Linked DNA regions of Mus musculus: region 1 is linked to region 2. Evidence: chromatin contacts called from public promoter capture Hi-C data. All regions are on one chromosome and are shown on one strand. The core of a region is the stretch at or near the end of the contact, and the rest is flanking DNA. Distances in the headings are between cores, read along the strand shown. Region 1 holds the start of 4933407L21Rik (RIKEN cDNA 4933407L21 gene). Region 2 holds the start of 9930111H07Rik (RIKEN cDNA 9930111H07 gene).

Region 1 (6,411 bases), core at 2,176-4,675, 150 kb before region 2:
AACATAACCTAACCCGGACCTGGTTTGGATACTTTTCTCATCTAGTTCACCTTATTTACCTCTTCTGTGCTGCAGAGCCGAAAGTGCCAGCGCTTGTGTACCAAGCCAGTGTCTTCTGATATAGGCAGTGGGAATAAATGACTCAGGCCGGTTGGAGGGACCTCAGCAGAGCTAAGACTGAGACAGGTTTATTTCAAGCAGTGAGACATTTTACATGCTCCTCATGATAGGCTATAAGGGTGGCACCCAAGCCTGATAGGGCATACAAGAGTAACGTCTAAGATTATATGTTCAGCCAAGTTCTGTATGTATGCTTCATTTACCTCTAAGGAACACCAAGACACAAAGGTAGCCTGTTTGCCTCACTGCCTGAGAGGGTGCCTCAGGTTTTCGGGAACTGAAAGGCACATTGAGTACCCCAGGAGTCATAATGCATGCCTCTCAAGGCAGCCAGCGCACAGAACAGGCCTACTTCCCAAGCTAGAAATGGTAGCTGCTCATCATCTCTCTCGAGGTCTTGCAGGATCCTCTCAGCTGTGCATGCCTGGCACAGGTTGGCTGCCAAGCAACAGCTCCAGGCCTCACTTCCAACCAGAAGGCATGGGAGGCTCAGCTCCCAGATCCTGGCAACAGATGACAACAGGGAATGGGTCTTGTCCCAAGCCTCTCACTTCTGTGTGTGGGCAGCCGTCACAGTAGGAGTGGGGAGAGATAGACCCACATGCACCGGTTACCAGGAAGATCACAGTTTTCTTAAGGTTAAAATAACACCTCTAACCCCCCCAACAGCATTGGAGAGGGCTCTGTGGCTGACAGTGCCATTGCTACATGGGGACCCAAGGCAGGGGGCTACATCTCTCTCCCTGAGCTGAGTGGGGAAGCCATGGAAGCCACTGCTGACTCAAACAGTGCCTCAGAATAATAAAGAGACAGATGTCAAGTTGCTAGTGACAAGTTGAGATTTGTGTGTGTGTGTGTGTACGTATACATATATTTGACAAAACTCTGGGCCAATGAGGTCCTGTTTCAAACACAAAGTGATAGGTACCTTAGGACCCACACACAAGGTTGTCCTCTGATATTCACATGTGCATTGTATATGTGTACACCTGCACACACATGTGCTTCCATATACATGACAAACACCCCTTCCCCCCCAACAGTGTTTTATGAACCAGGTTTGGTGGCACATACCTGTAATTCCAGCACTTGTGAGGCAGAGACAGGAGGGTCAGAAGTTCAAGGGCATCCTTGGCTACATAGTGAGTTCAGGGCAGCTCCGTTTACTTGAAACCCCATCACACACACACAAAAAATATCAAGGAAAGCATTCCACAAATGTGAGAATAAACCAGGCATGGTGGTCCTCACCTGTAATCTCGGTGCTCTGAAGATGCAACAAGAGGATCACTACAAGTTGCAAGCCAGCCTGATAATCTGTCTCAAAACAAAACAGCACAAAGTGACGCTGGAAGACAGTCACATTTCCAACTTTGTGTATTAGTTACTGTCTCTGGAATTAAAATATTTCTTTAAGGGCCAGTACATTCTCTTCTCCACAAGGCATCTAAACAATTGCCTGCACTTCCGTAATAATTTGTGTAGTCCAGTTAGATCTTCTCATTTGGAAAGAGTATTGTGTGTATTCATCTTCTCTAAAAACAAATGTATTTTTGTTTTGTGTATGAGTGTTTTGCCTGCATATATGACTGTGTACCACCACAAGTGTGTAGTGTCCATGGGGGCCAGAAGAGGCATCAGATTCCCTGAATGAAACTGGAGCTAACAGGTTGTTATCCACCCTGTGGGAGCTGGGGACCACGCCTGGATCTTCTTCTGCAAGAGTATTCAGTGTTCTTAGCTGCTGAGCCATCTCCCTAGGCCAGCATTCATCTTCCTAATGATCAAGTAAGAACACCCTCATTACTTAGTGCTGGACATATCTGGTACTTGTCCTGGTACCTAGAAGAGCTTAGATCTGAGCAGGTGAGGCAAATCCATATTCTTCTAATGAGCGATGGATGCGATGATAGAGTGCGTATGGATTTTAGTCAGGATTTTACCACTGTGAGCAGATACCTGTGAGAAACCCGAGGTAGGAAGGATTTCCTTCAGCTCACAGTTTTAGTGGACTCTGCGGTCCCTACGTGGAGCAGCACAAAAGCCGTCAAAGCAGCTGCAGGCCCCTCCTTCCAGCCAAGCCTATGGCTGCAGCAGTAAAATGTCTAAAATGGCGGCACCACCCACCACATCTCAATCTGCATACCTCACAGGAGCTGTCCACAGTGGCAGCACCTCCTCTCCAGCCTCCCTCAAGCAACGCCACAGAGGATGGTGCCTCAGCAAAACCAGCTGCAGCCGGGAAGGAATTCCTACACTAACTCATGGGCCTGATGCAGAAAGACCCACCAGTCCCTGAGCTTCCCCCCAAAACCCACCAATCCCTGAGCACAAAACTCCACCAATCCCTGAACAGGAAAACCCATCAATCTCTGAGCTTCCCAAACTCGGGGCTTGAAATCCCACCAATCCTCAGTCTGGAAATCTCTGCCCTGAAAAGCTCTGCCCCTTAAGAAATCCTAGAGAAGGCCTGCCCTTTATCCAATTTCCGGCTGCCCACTTCTGAGAGCAGAGAAGGCAGCCATCCCTGGATTCATCCCTCCACACCCTGGACCTTTCAATAAATCTCGTTCATGAGATTTTTCTGCCTGCTGTGACTCTCTCATCAGAAGAGGACAAGAAAAGAAGCTCTGAAGAGAAAAGAAGAAGCAAAGATGGAGCTGGGCTGAGGCCTCAGCTCGGCTGGGATACTCACCCTGGGGAGCTGCAACACCTCTGCTGAGGAGGCTTTCTCTCTCTCAGAGCTGTGTGGTTCCTGGGCTCCTGTGTCTCACTGGGATGCATCCTCCCCTCAGAGCTGTGTGGTTCCTGGGCTTCCGAGTCCCCGGATGCCCGTCCAACAGAGCAGAAACACTTAGAGGTTCATTTCATGGTGGCTTGACTGTGCGGCAGTACATCACAGTACTGGGACAGGTGTGGAGGAAGCTGTTTCCTTCTTGGCAGACAGGAAGTAAAAATGTAACTAGAGACTAGAACCTTGGTGTTTCCCTTCAGTGACCTAGTTCCTCTGACTAGGGCCTACCTCCTAAACATTCCAGAGCCTCCTCCAAACAGCTTTACCAGATGAGGACCAAGTGCTCCCCAGATCTTGTAGGGAATTTTATATTCAAACCATAATAGTATGGCATCTTCCAGAGACAGTATCTAGGATAACGTCCCTCCTCCCTCTCTGTGCAGGACACAAAGGCCCAAAGCTAGGGACCCTCACCCCACACTGTGCCTTTGGATGCTTTCTGCCAAGAAAGAGGCTGAGGGAGGCCTAAGGCTGTTGGAAACACCCCAAGGCAGAGGCAGTAAGCAGTACTGGTTGCCTAGCAACTGCTTTGCAACTGCAAGCTGCTCCAGGCCCCCAGGAGGAGCCCCTAGTTACTTGATTTAGCTCCAACTGGATCCTCTTGCAGGCAACAAAGAATCCTACTGTTAATTAAAGATGAAATGACATTTCGATGGTGAGAATGGCTACGAAAAAAGAGGAAAGAGCTGGGGCCATAGGGCATGGGTAAGAATTTTCTCCTACCAGAGAAACAGAGCAGAGGAGAGGCCAGCTGTAGGGCCAGACCTCATCCACAAAACCCCAGAATGACAGGTATCAGCCCTTCCTGACAATTTCATCTCAATGTCTTAGAAACCCTGCAATAGGAATCTACTTGGCTGATAACTCTGAGATGTTACCGACTGCCTTGGGGACAAGTACAGATCTGTCCCCTTCCTGTGGTGGGGACTCACTGAAATACAAAAGGATTTGAAGGTCCTGTACACAGACATCAAAAGCAGGCCAGTGGTCCATACCTGGGTGGGAAGGAACAGGGATGCTGCTGTGTGCATGTAAGGGTTTGGTGGGTAGCACTGAGGGAAGGTTTCATCCATACATGTCTACTGCAGAGGGTTCCTGACCCAGATGTGAGCACCTGGCCACTGTCACTTAAAGGGCTAAGAAATGAAGGAGATGTTCCTCGCACAGTTCCCAGGGGATTCTCCCATGTCACCATCCCTGGGTCTCTCTGGGGGGCCCATCCTGTGTGCTTCTGGTACTCTTCCCACAGGGTAGTAGGGTGCTTGAGCAGTTTTGTTGACAGGAAACCCTCACCCACATTTCTTGGATAAAAAGCAGGTTTTGGACAGAGACTGATGGTGGTGATAGCCTTATAACTTAACAAGTTTGCTGGAAATGATTGTTTTACACAAGAAAGAAAGGAAATATTTTTTTTCCTGTGAGGATGTACGGTCATCACTCAGAACAATGGAGGTTCCACTCTCTTACAGGAATTAACATGGTATTTGTATAGGACCCATTTTCACGTGCCACATACTCTAAGGGTATTATTATATTAATAATTATTATTATTAGTAGTATTTTATATATATATATATGTATATATATATATATATATATATATATATATATATATATATATATGAAGTGAATGTGTTCAGGACTCATGCTACCACATACGTGTGGAGGTCACAGGACAGACAGCTTTGTAGAGTCAGTTTTCTTCTTCTACCTTTCCATTGGTTCTGAGAACCAAACTCAAGTCCCCAAGCTTGTGTGGCAAGCACCATTATCTGCTGAGTGCACCCCCCATATACTTTAAATCATCTTTATGTTACTTAAGATGACATGATACCATATAAATGTTAAATAAACAGCTTGTGCCCGGTTGGGAACAATGGCAAGAAAAACTTCTGCAGGTGTTCTTTACAAATGCATTTCCCCAGATATTTTCAGTCCTATTGATTGGCTCCTCAGATATGGCAACTATAAATATAGAAGACCAACTATATATGGGAAGAGAGAAAACAGGACACCCTGTTCCAAGGTAAGGCTGTCTGGGGCCATAGCCAAACCTCCCTGGGCTGGGCCTCATGGGACCTGGAAAGTGGACTAGGGATTGAAAAGGCTAGAAGGCTCCAGAAAACCTCATGGTGCGTCAGACCCTTCCAGCCCTTCAGACACTGTTCTGGTCAGCTGCCGTTGTCTCTGCTGGTTTATCCACTAATGTCAATTGTTGGATCGGCCAGCTACCACAGATCAGGGAAGCTGGGGACATATAAAATACCACAAGGCCACCTACTGAGCTTCAGCAGGGGCCTGACCGGTATCCTGAGGTCTTGTTTGTGTGTTTCCAACTCTGCTCTAAGCCATTGCCCATAAAGCCATATTGGTACATGGCCACAACTACCCACGCTGTCTGTGGTTGCCTTAGAGGCAACAACAATAGATTTAGGGGGTTTCAACCTACCGTAAGCTTCACAACATCTCAAATGATTATATTCTGGTTCTTTGAAAGGATCTTCCAACTCAAAAGTTTTTACAGGCAGAGACCCTGGAAGTTCAAAACTTCACAGAACACTTGACACATAGTAGGAGCTAAATAATCCATGTTGCCTGGCTATGAAGCTGGACCTTGGTGGAATCTATACAGTCTGTGCCTTCACTTTGGAAGGGGGATCCTCCATGGTAGCACTTACCTCATAACTCTGCCCACTGAACACAGCCAATTTCTTGGTTGCATTTCTGGTTGCTGAGATAGAAGTGGCTCGTGGTCAAAGAGGATACAGTCCTTTATGGTGGGGTAATCATACTGTATAGTGTTAGAATCAGTTCCCGTCTGTGGCCAGGACATAGTAGGGAGCATGAAGCATCCAGCTTCTTTATATTTCCATGGATCAAGGAGTAGAAAGCTAAGCTGGGTGGCACATGCATTTAATTCCTGCACTTGGGAGGCAGAAGCAGGCAGCTCTGTGAGTTCAAGGTCAAGTCTGGTTTACATAGTAAGATCCAGACCAGCTGTGCCTACATATTGAGAGACTGTCTCAAATAAACAAACAAACAAATAAAACAAAACAAAAACAAACAAACAAAAATGAAGAACAACACAAGCAAAGAAGAAGATGAAAAAGACAAAGAAGGAGGAGGAAGAGGAGAAGGAAGGAGAAGAAGGAGAAGAAGAAGAAGAAGAAGAAGAAGAAGAAGAAGAAGAAGAAGAAGAAGAAGAAGAAGAAGAAGAAGAAGAAGAGGAGGAGGAGGAGGAGGAGGAGGAGGAGTAGGAAAGAGAGTTTTATCCAGAAGGGCTATAATCCTCGAAGCCTGTCCCTGTGGCCTCATCAGCCAGCTGGGTCCTATATTCTAGAGGTTTTTATAACTTCTTATAATGATACCACTAGCTGGGAACCAAATGTTCAAAAAAAACACATGAGCCTGCAGGGGATACTTTACATTTAAACATTAACACCAATTGTCCCTGTCGGCTGGAGCAGAGAGGTTCCTCAACAGGCAGAGTATAGCAC
Region 2 (6,149 bases), core at 2,087-4,586:
GTAAGCTCTCAGCTCCTCCAGCACCATGTCTGCCTGTGTGCCGCCACGCTTCCTGCCATGACGATAATGAACTGAACCTCCAAAACTGTAAGGCAGCCCCAGTTAAATGTTTGCATTTACAAGAGTGGCTGTAGTCATGATGTCTCTTCACAGCAATGGAGACCTTAACTAAGACAGAGTCTGGGCTTCAGGAGTCGCACAGCATGTTTTGGCCCAAGTGTGTCTGGAAGGGCCTCTTCACTGACCTACAGGTCCACGCCTGAGCTGTCTGGTCTCAGAAGTTCAGTATTATTCATAGACCGAATCCTCTGTGCTGATGTTATGAATTGAAAATTTTTACCAGTGAGTGACAGTCTCTTACTGTGATGGGCCTGATTAGGGTACCAAGACAAGGTCTAGACACTGGTGAGAAAAATGGTGGCTCTGAGTTGTTATTGTTGTTGTTATTAGTTTTTATTTAATTAATGTGCATTGCCCACTTTGCATGTATGTATAACTGTGCGAGGGTGTCTGATCCCGCTGGGACTGGAGTTACTGACAGTTCTGAGCTGCTATGTGGGAGCTGGGAATCAAACCCAGGTCTTTTAGGAAGAACAGCCAGTGCTCTTAACCTTTGAGCCATCTCTCCAACCCCCTGTTGTTGTTTTGAGCCAACAATAAGCTGTTTCAAAACAGCTGAGTGGCCTGGAACTGGCTATGTAGATTGAGCTGGCTTTGAACTCGGAGATTCTCCTGCATCTGAGTGTTAGGATCTAAGTACCTACATGGGATTGATGCATGTGCAGTCTATCAGGCCGCTAGTTTCCCTTCCAATGGCCTCCTCCTATCTTGGGCTCCTCCTCTCTGATTCTAGGCAGTTAAGACTTAGGCAAAGTTCTCTGTTTTCTTTCTTTACAAAGGCACTGATACCTGCTGGGCATGGTTATACACTGGCTAATTACTCTGGTAAGTCCCCTCCTCCACACCCCCCAATGCTTTGGATGGAAGAGCTGAACTTCAAAAGATGGCTATGACTATTTAGCTATCCTGGTATAATCAGGGTAGAGCATACCTACCTTGGATGATGTTGGTTGCAAGAAGTCAGGTGATGCTTCACATCCAAGTATCTAAGTAAGGATGAGGCCAAGAGTCTCTGGTTAGGAGACACCAGCAGCATCCAGATGTCCATCAGGAGATACAGGTGGCAGTCAAAGAAACCTGTGGGTTCTCTCTTGGTGGCATTGAGGCACCTCAGAGTCAAGACTCAACTGTGCTACCTGTTGCTCCATACTATTGGGGTACAGTGTTCAGAAATCTCCCCAACACCCTATCATCTACTGTGACAGATCACAGCTCCACAGATAGCTGGATGTTTTCTGCTCTGGGTCTCAGGGATGAGTTTTGATTACTATTAAGCAGAACAATGTATCTTGGTTCTCTTAGATGTTGGCCCATTTGCATAGTTCACTCATTGTTACAGTTTTGATCTTAAATGTACAGATCCAGATTTGAAAAGCTTGCTCATCAGCCTGAGACATATTAGGAGGTGGTGTAACCTGTAGAAAGTGGGACCCAAGCTGGGTGTGGTGGCGCACGCCTTTAATCCCAGCACTCGGGAGGCAGAGGCAGGTGGATTTCTGAGTTCGAGGCCAGCCTGGTCTACAGAGTGAGTTCCAGGACAGCCAGGGCTATACAGAGAAACCCTGTCTCAAAAAAACAAAACAAAACAAAACAAAACAAAACAAAACAAAACCCCAAACAAACAAAAACGAAAGTGAGACCTAAGCCAGGCCATGGAGGCACACGCCTTTAATCCCAGCCCTTGGGAGGCAGAGGCAGGTGGATTTGAGGCCAGTCTGGTCTACAAAGTGAGTTCCAAGATAGCTAGGGTGATACAAAGAAACCCTGTCTTGAACCCCCCCACTCCCCCCCCAAAAAAAAAACCCGAAAGTGGGACCTAGTGGGAAGGAAATGCGGTCATTGAGGTCAGAACTCCAATAAGCCTTTCCTTTTTTTACATTGACTTTTCTCAAATATTTTGTCATAGCAGCAGGGAGCTAACGTAGGCATGAGGGTTGGTCTTGATTGTCAAAGGAATTTAGAATGACAAGAATATACATCTCTGGGCGTGTCTAAAGGGTACCTCCAGGGAGGGATGACTGAAGGGGAGACCAACTCTCAACACAGGTGGCACCTTCCAGTGGGCGGCTCTGCTATAGAGTTCTGAGGAAAACGCAGTGGGCGTCGCTTGCCATTACAGCTTCCAGAGTGCGCTTGTGTTTATCCCTGCTGCTGCTGCTGCCGCTGCCGCTGCTGCCGCTGCTCTCCTCAGCTGGTGCCAGATACCAGCTTCTTCAGCCTTTCCATGAAGACTCTATGCCAGCTACTCTTCAGGGAGCAGGGCTGTCAAGGCATCTAACCTCCCAGACTGAGAAGTTGCTGGGCTTTGAGTCTCTCCAGTGCGCAGACAGTTAGTGCTGTCTTCCTAGTCCTTATTCTGTAGGTTGAGCTCATAAACTATCTTTTAAGTTGGGCACAGTGGCGCATGCCTGCAGTCCTCGAGCTGGGAAGCAGAGGTAGGAGGGTCCCCGCGTCTCACTGACTGTCTGATTTAAACCTAGTCAACGAGCTCAGGATTTGGTGAGACGCCCTGTCTCAAAAAATTAAGATAGGAATAGAGGAAACCATTTCTTGAAAAACAAAAACAAACAAACAAACAAAAGAAGGAAGGAAGGAAGAAAAAGAAAGAAGAACAACAAACAAACCAGCCAACCTTGTGTTTGTGGTACAAGTAGTCTGTCCATTTGTTAAGGGTATGTTTTGGGGGAATGCATACATACAGACGAACGTACATGAGAGAGAGCATGATGACAGAGCATGATGAAGCGCACAGCACGTAGACGTAGACAGACAGCGCACCAGTCTGGGCCAAAAGTGCTTGCTGGGCTAGTCAGGAAAGCAAAGGGAGGCAAGCCTTCATTAGCCCGCATCTTCTGCTCAGTTTTTTCCCCACTGAGAAGAAAACCTGAGAGACAATGATTTGAGTCTTCCAAGTGGGAGAAGCCCCACGACAGGCACACCTGACCTCTGCTGCCATACACAGTGACCCACCTTCTAAAAGAAGGTGGTCCAGGGATCAGGGCCGCGCAGGGAATGGGAGGGAGACATCAAGCCTCGGTGCTCAAGCGGCAGCTGTGGCTTGGAGTCCAGCCACCTCATGATTAAGCTATAGTGGAAGAGAGCCCAGGGAAGCTGCCAGCTTCTGTGATTTAGCCCTGATGCTTCCAGAAAAGATTGTTCAGACCTACCTGGAGGTGCAGGCAGGCTCTCTCTAGTCCAGGCCTGGGCTGGGAAGTCAACATGCGATGGATGACTCATGCCTGGCCTGACGCAGTGAGGATACAGAGGACTTGGCCTGTCCTTGCCAGCAGGGCATAAGAAGGAACCGCAATGTCTCCAGCTATTTTAGGCCCAATGCAGAAGATGTTATTTGTATTGTCACAGTGTCCGAGGAGACAGTACGTTACAGTATGCAAGGGACAGAGAGTATGCTGGAGGTGGCCCGGAACAAAGCCTTCAAAAGGAAACTTGACTTCAATCAGGCTGGGAAGTTATATGTTCAATGTCAGCACAACTTCCTCAAAGCCCAGAGCCCCCAACCATAACCATCCTACACCGACTACACATTTTCCACGATCCCTAGGGTTGTTACAACAAATTCCCAGCCATTTCTGAAATCAGCCTAGAGAGAGAATGACTGTTCAAGAAACGAGCTACAGATTAAAAGAGGTAAAAATTGCTTTCGTGCAGTGTAAAGTGCTAACAGTGTAGCATCTTCATTAACGTTACAGTCGGGCTTTATATCCCAGTTGGTCACCGGTGTGGATTGGCCCAGACTTATTTTATGATGATTACACCATAAATCACCCCCAGAGTGCAAAGCTAGATTATAACTAGACGAGACACTTAAAAAACAAACCAACAACATAAAATCCCCATGAATTCACCAATGAGCATTGTGTGCCCTGGTTAAAATTACCAAGCAAATTAGCCCTAATAGCATGAATGTTTCTAATTAATATTTCACTAAAAGAACTAAGTTTCGAACTCAGCGATTCAAATGAAGTTCTAGTACCGATTTCTCTAACAAAATTCTCTACAGGAATCTTGATCGAAATAAAAGACACATTATATCATAGATATTTATAAACCCGTGAGTAATTGCAGAGCTATCGTCTGCTTCGTATTTTGTAATAGGGTCACATGTAGCCCGAGCTGGCCTTGAACTTGCTCTATAGCTGAGAATGACTTTGAATTTTTGATCCTCCTGCCTCCACCTCCCAGATGCTATGATCACCATCGTTCGCTACTGTGCTCACCTTTTGCCAAGCTATTTTATGATAAAAATATCTGGTACTGCATTTTCATATTATCTGGGTTTTCCGACTGTAAGACTTTCACTCAGCTTTGAATTTCTACTTAGCAGAATTAAGCACCCTGAGTCGAATCCTATGTGGAGCTGCATGCAAAACCAAGCAATTTCACATTTGATTTATCCCGCCATAAAGGTAACGCATAATGGAAAACTCTACCGCTAAGAAATACATTGATATTTCCCATCCCAGAAAATAATGAACACTCTGGATCATACTTGCATGAGTTTTGCCTAAGCTTATTTATCTAGATATTTGTACTCCCTTCCTTATTCTTATAATGGCCTCTAAAAAGTAACAAGCATTTGACATTGATCACCAGAAGTCCTCTAGACCTCTGCAGATCCGATTTCTTAAGAGTTGTTTTAAAGTTACACTTATTTATTTTAATGTGTTGGGGTGTGCTGGTACCAAGTCAGATGGGTGGAGGTCAGAGGACAACCTTAGGGTATCACTTCTCTCTGCTATTCATCTGAATCTTGACGACTGATTTCAATTGTTAGGCATGACTGGAAATACCCACTGAGCCATACAATACTTTTAAAAGTTTAATTTTTTTTTGAGGCCGGGTCTCACGATGTAGCCTTGGCTGGCCTGAATTTACAGAATTCTACCCGTCTCTGCCTCTGGAGGGCTGGAATTAAAGGGTGTGCCATCATACATGGCCTCAAAAAAAAAAAATCCAACCACTTTTATAAACAGTACATATTAAATATATTTTTAGAGCCAAATCAGACTTTCAAATATTGAAGTCAAGAGTTTATACCAATATTCTCACATTCCTAACAAATTTACAGCAAAATTGGAATAATTCAAAGTGAACAGAGGACTTGTGATAGTGCCTGGTGAGGAGATGTTAAGGCTCAGGATAAGGTTAAGCTTTCAGATAGTTTAAAGCTGTCTATCTGCATCAGGCATGGTGGCACACACCTTTAATCTCAGCACTTGGGAGGCAGAGGCAGGCGGATTTCTGAGTTCGAGGCCAGCCTGGTCTACAGAGTGAGTTCCAGGACAGCCAGGGCTACACAGAGAAACTGTCTTGAAAAAAAAAAAAGCTGTCTATCTATCTATCTATCTATCTATCTATCTATCTATCTATCTATCTATCTATCTATCATCTATATCTATATGTATATATGCACATATATGTTTTGAAAACATTTCACACAATATATTTTGACCATGCTTTCCACCCAGTTCCTCCCCATTAATCTACTCACCCAACTGTTTTTTACTATTTCTTTAAAACAAACAAAAACAACAGTAAAACAAGAAACACACAAACTCCTCACAAGAACACAAAAAATGGAAACTGAAATAAATAAACCAAAGGCCAATAAGAAAAAAAAAAAAGGCAAAAAGTCTACAAAACTACAGCTGTGGTTCAGGTAGGCACTAAAAACATTTTACTGGAATTTCGTTTCATTTTGTTTTGTTTTGTTTTTGAGACAGGGTCTCTCTGTATAGCCCTGGTTTTCCTAGAACTTACTCTGTTGACAAGGCTGGTCTCAGACTCAGAGATCTGTTTGGCTTTCCCTGTGAGTGCTAGGATTAAAGGTGTGTGCCACTATGACCTGCTTTGTAGTCTAAATCATCTATTTGCCTGCCTGTCTGCCTCCTATTGGTCTATCTATCTATCTATCTATCTATCTATCTATCTATCTATCTTCTATGTATTTATTTCTTTTGTTTTTTGAGACAGGGTTTCTCTTGTATCTCTGGCTGTCCTGGAACTCA

Evidence for each region. Capture Hi-C pulls out chosen DNA fragments and counts their contacts.
Region 1: a contact with region 2 is called in a promoter capture Hi-C map of pancreatic islet. The contact joins the promoter of 4933407L21Rik here to the promoter of 9930111H07Rik in region 2. A contact is called at or near these places in 5 of 39 promoter capture datasets (the 3T3-L1 cell line, the HPC-7 cell line, embryonic stem cells and 2 more), 1 of 484 Hi-C or Micro-C datasets (nephron progenitors) and 2 of 9 other capture datasets (adipose tissue and pancreatic islet).

What each region holds. Positions count from the first base shown.
Region 1 is chr1:85,925,497-85,931,907 of GRCm38.p6, reverse strand. It overlaps 4933407L21Rik (RIKEN cDNA 4933407L21 gene), which reads right to left and starts at 3,425. Exons shown (of 3, transcript NR_037692.1): 1 at 2,816-3,425; 2 at 1,372-1,437; 3 at 152-623.
Region 2 is chr1:85,772,458-85,778,606 of GRCm38.p6, reverse strand. It overlaps 9930111H07Rik (RIKEN cDNA 9930111H07 gene), which reads right to left and starts at 3,336. Exons shown (of 4, transcript NR_108086.1): 1 at 3,288-3,336; 2 at 1,056-1,106.